2 separate regions of the Bombyx mori genome follow, and region 2 is linked to region 1. The links are chromatin contacts, called in public Hi-C maps. All regions are on one chromosome and are shown on one strand. Each heading gives the region's core, a stretch centred on a gene start, on an enhancer-like site or on the middle of the called end of the contact. The rest is flanking DNA. Distances are from core to core; before and after follow the strand shown. Region 1 holds the start of LOC101742923 (metastasis-associated protein MTA3). Region 2 overlaps LOC101742923 (metastasis-associated protein MTA3).

The links. A called contact is a pair of places that touch in the nucleus more often than the background predicts.
Region 2: a contact with region 1 is called in a Hi-C map of whole pupa, with 2.5 times the contacts expected there. The contact joins the enhancer-like site here to the promoter of LOC101742923 in region 1. A contact is called at or near these places in 4 of 7 Hi-C or Micro-C datasets (an unstated tissue and whole pupa).

Annotation. Positions count from the first base shown.
Region 1 is chr25:3,800,207-3,803,630 of ASM3026992v2, forward strand. It overlaps LOC101742923 (metastasis-associated protein MTA3), which reads left to right and starts at 1,654. Exons shown (of 17, transcript XM_004923302.4): 1 at 1,654-2,082. The coding sequence starts at 2,055. All of the region lies in intron 4 of LOC692863 (calcium-binding protein p22), which reads left to right. It overlaps LOC101743064 (protein transport protein Sec23A), which reads right to left and starts at 1,406. Exons shown (of 14, transcript XM_004923303.5): 1 at 1,139-1,406; 2 at 764-1,051; 3 at 414-669. The coding sequence starts at 1,042.
Region 2 is chr25:3,843,317-3,846,740 of ASM3026992v2, forward strand. It overlaps LOC101742923 (metastasis-associated protein MTA3), which reads left to right. Exons shown (of 17, transcript XM_004923302.4): 3 at 591-698. Among protein-coding and RNA genes, the nearest start is that of LOC101742770, 40 kb to the right of the region's middle. Within about 2 kb of position 1,880, at least 8 of the 8 cell types and tissues checked have open chromatin away from gene starts, as enhancers often do.

The sequences.
Region 1 (3,424 bases), core at 404-2,903:
AATATATTAAACTTTAAATTGAACACTACTCTAACTCAAAATTTTGAAATTTTCATTTTTCACACAAATCGCTTCTCTATTTTAAAAGTATTGATGTTATTGATGGGGTTCTACGGAAGATTAAATCAGCTAGTTACACAAGAAAAAAACATAATATATCTGCAATTATAAAGATTTTATCAACTTTTTTCATTTAAATGCTCCTCCTGTAAAGCTACAAATTTGGAGTTAGCGTAGTGTTCATTGGAGGAAAGAAACTTTATTTAATAATATTTATTTAATGGTTAATCATGTTAATTTGATACTTCTCTCAGTCTGCAGGAAGCTTTTGTTCTAATTTTTTCTGTGACTACATATTATATTTTAGATAGAGATATAAACAAAGAAAATAACATCTTAAGCATATTGCTTACCTAATTCATGAATCTGTACCATTTTACCAAATGTTATTAGTCCAACGAGTGCATTTTGAGGCATTAAACTAAGTGAAGTCTGCAAGGAATCTTTGAGTGCCCCAAGTTCTTCCTCATCTAAACAAGTATCAACAACAAGCAGGTAGATTGGGGGCATAGCCTGTGCTCGCGTTATTGTGTACTCTATGGTGGAAAAGTTAGGAATCAGTTCTGCAGGTTGATGCTGTTCTGATATAGCAGCATATTGAGGTGGAAACTGAAATTAAAATATATTGATTACTCTATAAGTACTTTAAAAGAAAAAAACATTAGACTAATTGAGTTAGTGGCGAATTTCTTCAAGTACTCACTGGGTTTCGTTGGAAGCAAAAGTTGCAGACCCATAATTTAGCTCTGTAATCCACCTGGCACATTGGGTTCAATATAGCTCTGCATGTATTTCGTGTACAGAGTACAGGCTCGTACTGTATCGGTGGTAGGTCGGGGCGCTCCTTAAGCGGTTGGTACAAGCAAGCCAAAGGCACAACAAGCCTCGTAGCCTCAATTCTACTTGATGGCCATACGTTCCAAGTGAACCGTATGCCATCGCGGTCTTCATTCTGCTGGATGAACTCCTCGTATGTGGCCATATCGCCGATCTATACGAAAAAGATACATTACAAAAACATCATAAATGCACACAGACTCTGGTAACTTTAGAAGCACTATTAACCAAATGTACGTACCAAAAAGTCATGCGGCGAACCAGTTATAAACACATGAGCAAATTTCTTAAATCACAATATGTCTTCATTCAAAAATCCCATAAATTTCTCAATTTTTTAGAAACCAAGCAGACTGGAGAGGCTGGCTGATTTGGCAGTTGTCAACACCATAGACAAATCAGCTGTCATACTGGCCACGTCACATTTTTACACGCCATCCATCACAACATATAAAAATAATTTAAAATTTTACTATCAAACGAACCACAAATTAATAAATCTTTAAATATATAAATAACATTTTTAAATAAAAATACTTTTAAGGGAGAAAAAAAATAAAAATTTTTGGTTTTCTTTATGGTTCTCTGACGTTCCTTTCCACATTCCAAATTCGAATTAAAATTAATTTTAGATATAAAACACAATTTATTATATTCAGTCTTCAATATACAAATAAATATTATGTTAAAATTTATTTAATTAAAGAAACTTTCTTACTTCTTGTTGAAAAAAAAATTACAGTAAATATTTAATATAATTAAAATCTTGTCAACACTGTTCCCGTTAAAAGAACGAAACGTGGTTGAATGAATTATTTTTTTTATTTTAGGACATCGTAAAATAAATTTTCAATGGACGATATTATTTTCAAACAATACTTTTTATAATTCAAAATAATAATCATTTGGATTTTATTTGTGGACACAAAATTAATGACATGTCATTGCTTTGTTTCAAAAGCAGGAAGTTTACGCCAAAAAGTGCGACTGCGCACTGGCCAAATTAGTAGTGTGAAAGAAAATGGCGATCAGCGAAAGGCGTCCGGAGTTAACGTGATGAAAAACATTGTTAAAAGCTCAATTACATAGTGTTATAGTTATTAATTGTGTCAGATGTAGATTAATTAAGTGTTAATGAATAGTGATTGTGTATAAAAATGGCTGCGAATATGTACAGAGTCGGCGGTGAGTAGCAATAATTGGTTATTTTTGTTGTAGCTTCGCCGGTTCACCGCCAGCCGACTAGCGGTGCTTTGCTTTGATTGTCGTACTTTCATTAATTGCTTATATTAATTAATCCAAACATATTAAACACCCAAAAAATGCCGGTTTTTATGTATCCGTGGAGGTTATCGTGTTTATAACCGTTTGATAAAGTTTGCGGAAAAGTTATATTTTACCAAAATTCGTCAAATCAAATAGGACATTAGCATTTACGTCTAGGTATCATTGTATCGGCTCGTGTATCTGCGTGCGGGCGGTTAGGCATGAAGCGTCTTTAGTTACCTAACTGAGATGATAGTTTTTTAGAATAGTTTGATGATTTTGACGTGAGATTTTAGGTTATATTCGATGTTGTCAAAACATTTTGATACGAGAGCTGGTTGTTTTTGGGTTATTTGGTATATCTTGGAAGAGTTTAGGGATGATAAGAAAGTAAACAGTAAAAGTGTGGCGTCGCTAGTCATTATAAATTATTGGTTTGTTTGTGTATGGACGGTGGTAGTCGAGGATGTCGGTTGCTGTAGGATATTGATGCCGCGAGTCGCGAGAACAACACGAGCGCCTCATGTACCGCACTCGGCGTCCGTCGCGTCGAATGTTAATTAGCCCTTCCTTTTGTATCACTTCCTATCATGTAATGTAATGCTTCTGTTAAGGTTATGTCTTTGTTTCAAAATTAGCTAATTCTTAGTAAAATAATTTTGTTAGAACCGAGATGGAATGTATTTTATTTAATAATTTCATTAAATGGGTAAATAAATATTACTCTGTGATCAACTATAAATTAGGGATTATTAAAGTTTTTAATTTTAAAATTAAATCTTGACCCGTAGTTTTACACTAACCTTAGGTCAATATAGTAAATCTTAAAATGAAATATTTTTTTCCCTCCAAAACATAAAATTAACAATTTCATTCTAATTACCTATACAACAATTATAAAATATGTTCTAAAGCCAATAAAATTTTACTTTGCTATTAAATCAAGTTAAATTGTCAGTTCAATGAATTAATGTTAATCTTTTGTTAATCTTTTAAACCTGAAAGAGCTATACACTATTTTTTATTACTCTAAAACTACTGCCAAACTGTTCTCATTATAAAAATAATAAAAACATTTTGAAAATGCTGTCAAACACAATTTTTTGCAATCAACACTAATAACATAAACAAACATGCATTTCTTTATTCTATCAAGGCCACCACAAATACTTCAGATGTACTGAAAGCAGTAGGTATGCTCCAATAAACAAAGTTTAATATTGCAAATGCAAAGGATTCAAAATTAAAAGGTATTTTATTA
Region 2 (3,424 bases), core at 630-3,129, 43 kb after region 1:
TGTTTTCGCAGGATCTGGTAACCACACACCACAGACGTAAATGGTGAGTCGCTCAATGACATTGCTAATGTCAGGGACATATCGAGCCGCTACTCATAATGTGCGCTTATAGATTAAACCGTTATGTAGATTTGTTTCATCTGAAGACCTACGAGAACTTTTTTTTAATTATTTTTATATTTATTACGAAATTCCTTATGGGACGATGCGGACCCTAACCGGTAAAAAACGTCCGTAACGTAAGATTTTTATTAGTAATGCACACAGTGTACCACTTAACTTTGTAATAACGTACAAAAAATAACATTTTTATTATATATTTTTTATAAATCATTGTGAATAAAATAAAGTTGATAACTCTGAAAAGTAGTTTTTTTTATCAATAAAAAAATCATAATAAAAAATGTATACCCGAATAATTATTTTCTTTATACCTCAAATAGAACTTAAAATTAATATTTTTATAATAAGGAACTTCGTTCCTATCCGGTGTCCCACGACACCACACATATTTTTTTGTATTCGTCTTTCATTATATTAGAACAAAGAACCTATTTTAGTGTCGCATTAGTAATTTGTTTTTGTTTCAGTGGCCCAGTCAGAAGACTCACCGGTCGCGATGAAACTCAAGAAAATATGCCTTAAAACGCCGGTTGGCGAGGAACAGGCGGCACAAGCAGTTCTCGACCCAGCGTTAGGTAAGAAACGAAGAAACATATTATTCGTATGTATGTAATACCTTTCCTATAGACGAGTAATAGTAATAATGAGAGAAAATTACATTTATCATTCGACTAGTTATCTAGGCAAAGACAAATTAGCTAAGTACCATTACCACTGTGTTTGTCAACTGTTTATATTTGTTGTTATGTAAGTATCGATTAACAATGTTGTTTATCTTTTTTTTTGGTAAACTTCAATATCGAAACAAAGGTGACAATATAATATATAAAATTAATCTAAATCTTGAGGTATCCAGTGATTTTGGTCTGGAATTAAAGAAAACGCAAATCAAGATTACAAATAAGTGTATTTTGTGTATTTGATATTACTATATCGACTCGAAGCAATGAGGTAACTACAAAAATTACCTCCCTAGGACGAGTCTCGCTTATCAGTTTTTTCAAGGTGAATATAGCTATTAGTTATTCGGTCGACAACATCGCGTATTCTCTTAAACAAATTGAAATGTTTTGAAAATGCTTTAATTACTATTATTAGTATTTAATTGAACCTGAAATATTCGCACATTTTACGTGAAGACTACATACACATAGCACTCGTCACAGAGTCCCGTTTGCGATCTCCGTCGATTGAATTGTGCTTTTATATCTCATAATGCCACGCACTCAACGTATGATGTCATCGATTTAATTACGTCGGCCATTTCATTATCCACCTATAAAAGCGACATTTATTTCAGTCTTCCGTCTAAACAAGCTTCAATAACTTCGAAACGCGGACGATCGATTTGTGGAAACTTTACGGTGTCGTTATATTTTTACGTTGTGTTTTGGTTTGATTCCCTTTCTCAATGTCAAGATTCCGTTTTATTGTAAACGTTTAAACGGCCATTTATTCTGGAGCCGCGTTCACATGGTCAGAGGGGCCGAGTGAAGTCCACATAGCCTGGACGGGTTACATCACATTTCTCTGCATTTATCGGCGGCGTATGCGGTATCGGGAGCGTTTAGTATAGGTAGAGGGTAGACAGACGTTCGTGCACAGGTCGTTAATGGTACAACGTGAATCTGTTGTGTGGTACGCGGGTGGAATAACCTATAATTAGATGCGCGTACACCATTCCACAGTCTTGGAACACGTAGATGTCTCGTTCACTCTACATCCGCTGACGTATGCTATGCAGAATAGTTACCGATATTTACTTTATTGAGTGGGAGGATACCAATCGGACTTGCAAATATTTTTTTCTGCATCACTGTAACGTATCTGTGCTCTGACTTTACAATAGAATATGTTTTGAATATGGCGTCGACCAACTTTCATTTTTGAATCGTAAAATCAGCTTATGTTCAGATACTACTGTTTATAGTTAGTACCGAAATGAGTACCTACTAATTACTTCTGTAATTGCTTTACACAGTTTTTCAAAACGTACGTACATCGATTTTGATATTTTATCAAATATTGACTACACTAATTATGATTTAGCACTGCTGAAATTAGTAATAAAAATACAAAACTGAAGGCACCTTTAGGCCTGTATTAGATGGTAACTATCAAAATGCATAGAGGGAGGTGGGATAGAGGTGGATTTCGCGTATCGAGTGACGTGATAAGTAACTACAGTCCGTCAATGCAATGGTGGGTGAGGGCAAAGTGTGATTCTGTGCTTGTACGTGTAGTTTAGGCGGCTCGTGCAGAGCGGGGTCGGCGCAAGCGACGTTGGCTTGTTTCGAATTTGTGCGTGACGCTGCACCACTCCTCAGTGGCCCGGTAATTTGATTGGGTTTGAACTGTCACCTATGCGCCGCCGTTGCCCGACCGTCGCTCGCCGGCTATCGATTAGAGGCCCCGTCCCCTGCCCCCACGTCGCCCGCGAACCGGATCTCGTCACGCCGCCATTGTATACCCGCGACGCTTAAACGCATTCGTTTCTCCCGATGCGAAAACGACGCATTCCTTCCGCGCGCGCCCTCCCGCCCCACGACCGGCCGGCCGAGAGAGCCACATCACGCGGCGCCGCACAGGACCGCCGCCGACCCCTCCGGTCACGATTAACACCTTGCATACGACAGCTTCGACTCGACTAACACAAATATCAATATTCTGACACAATTGAAACGTGATTAATTAATCACTACACTCGTAGAACTAAAACAGTTGTACGTAATGTGTGTAAATTTTGTAAATGAAACACGACAACGTTGGCAAACAATGAAAACGATTTCGACTCAAATGAATATGATTTCTTTGTCGTTTCTCTTAAGGTTCAAAATAGTTAATATAGAAACGTACTGACGCCGAGCAAACGTTTTGTTTTTGATACATTATTATTAAAAAACTCTCAGTAAGCAAATTAAAACAAATTAATTGTTTACGTATAACACGTGACGTCACAATTTGTGTAATATCTACTTGGTATACTATTGTGCAATGAGCATTGCGGTCCACTTGCACTCGGCGTGTTGTATGCCTCATATCTGTAATAGTTTATGTTTGCTATGTTATGTTACAGACGCCTTTCACTTATCTGGCTCAACTATTTCGTACTATTAAAATATGTCAAATAGGGCGACTGAGGAAAGGCTGCAGAATTGTTCAATAATTAAAATTTTTAGAGCAAAACTACAACACAGAACATACAGGTCATTTATTCATTAGCCGTATCTTATTTGTTAACAGGTGGTTATGTTTGTATGCGCTACCTAAAGTTAAAAATAAACCGTTCCAGCCGTTGATT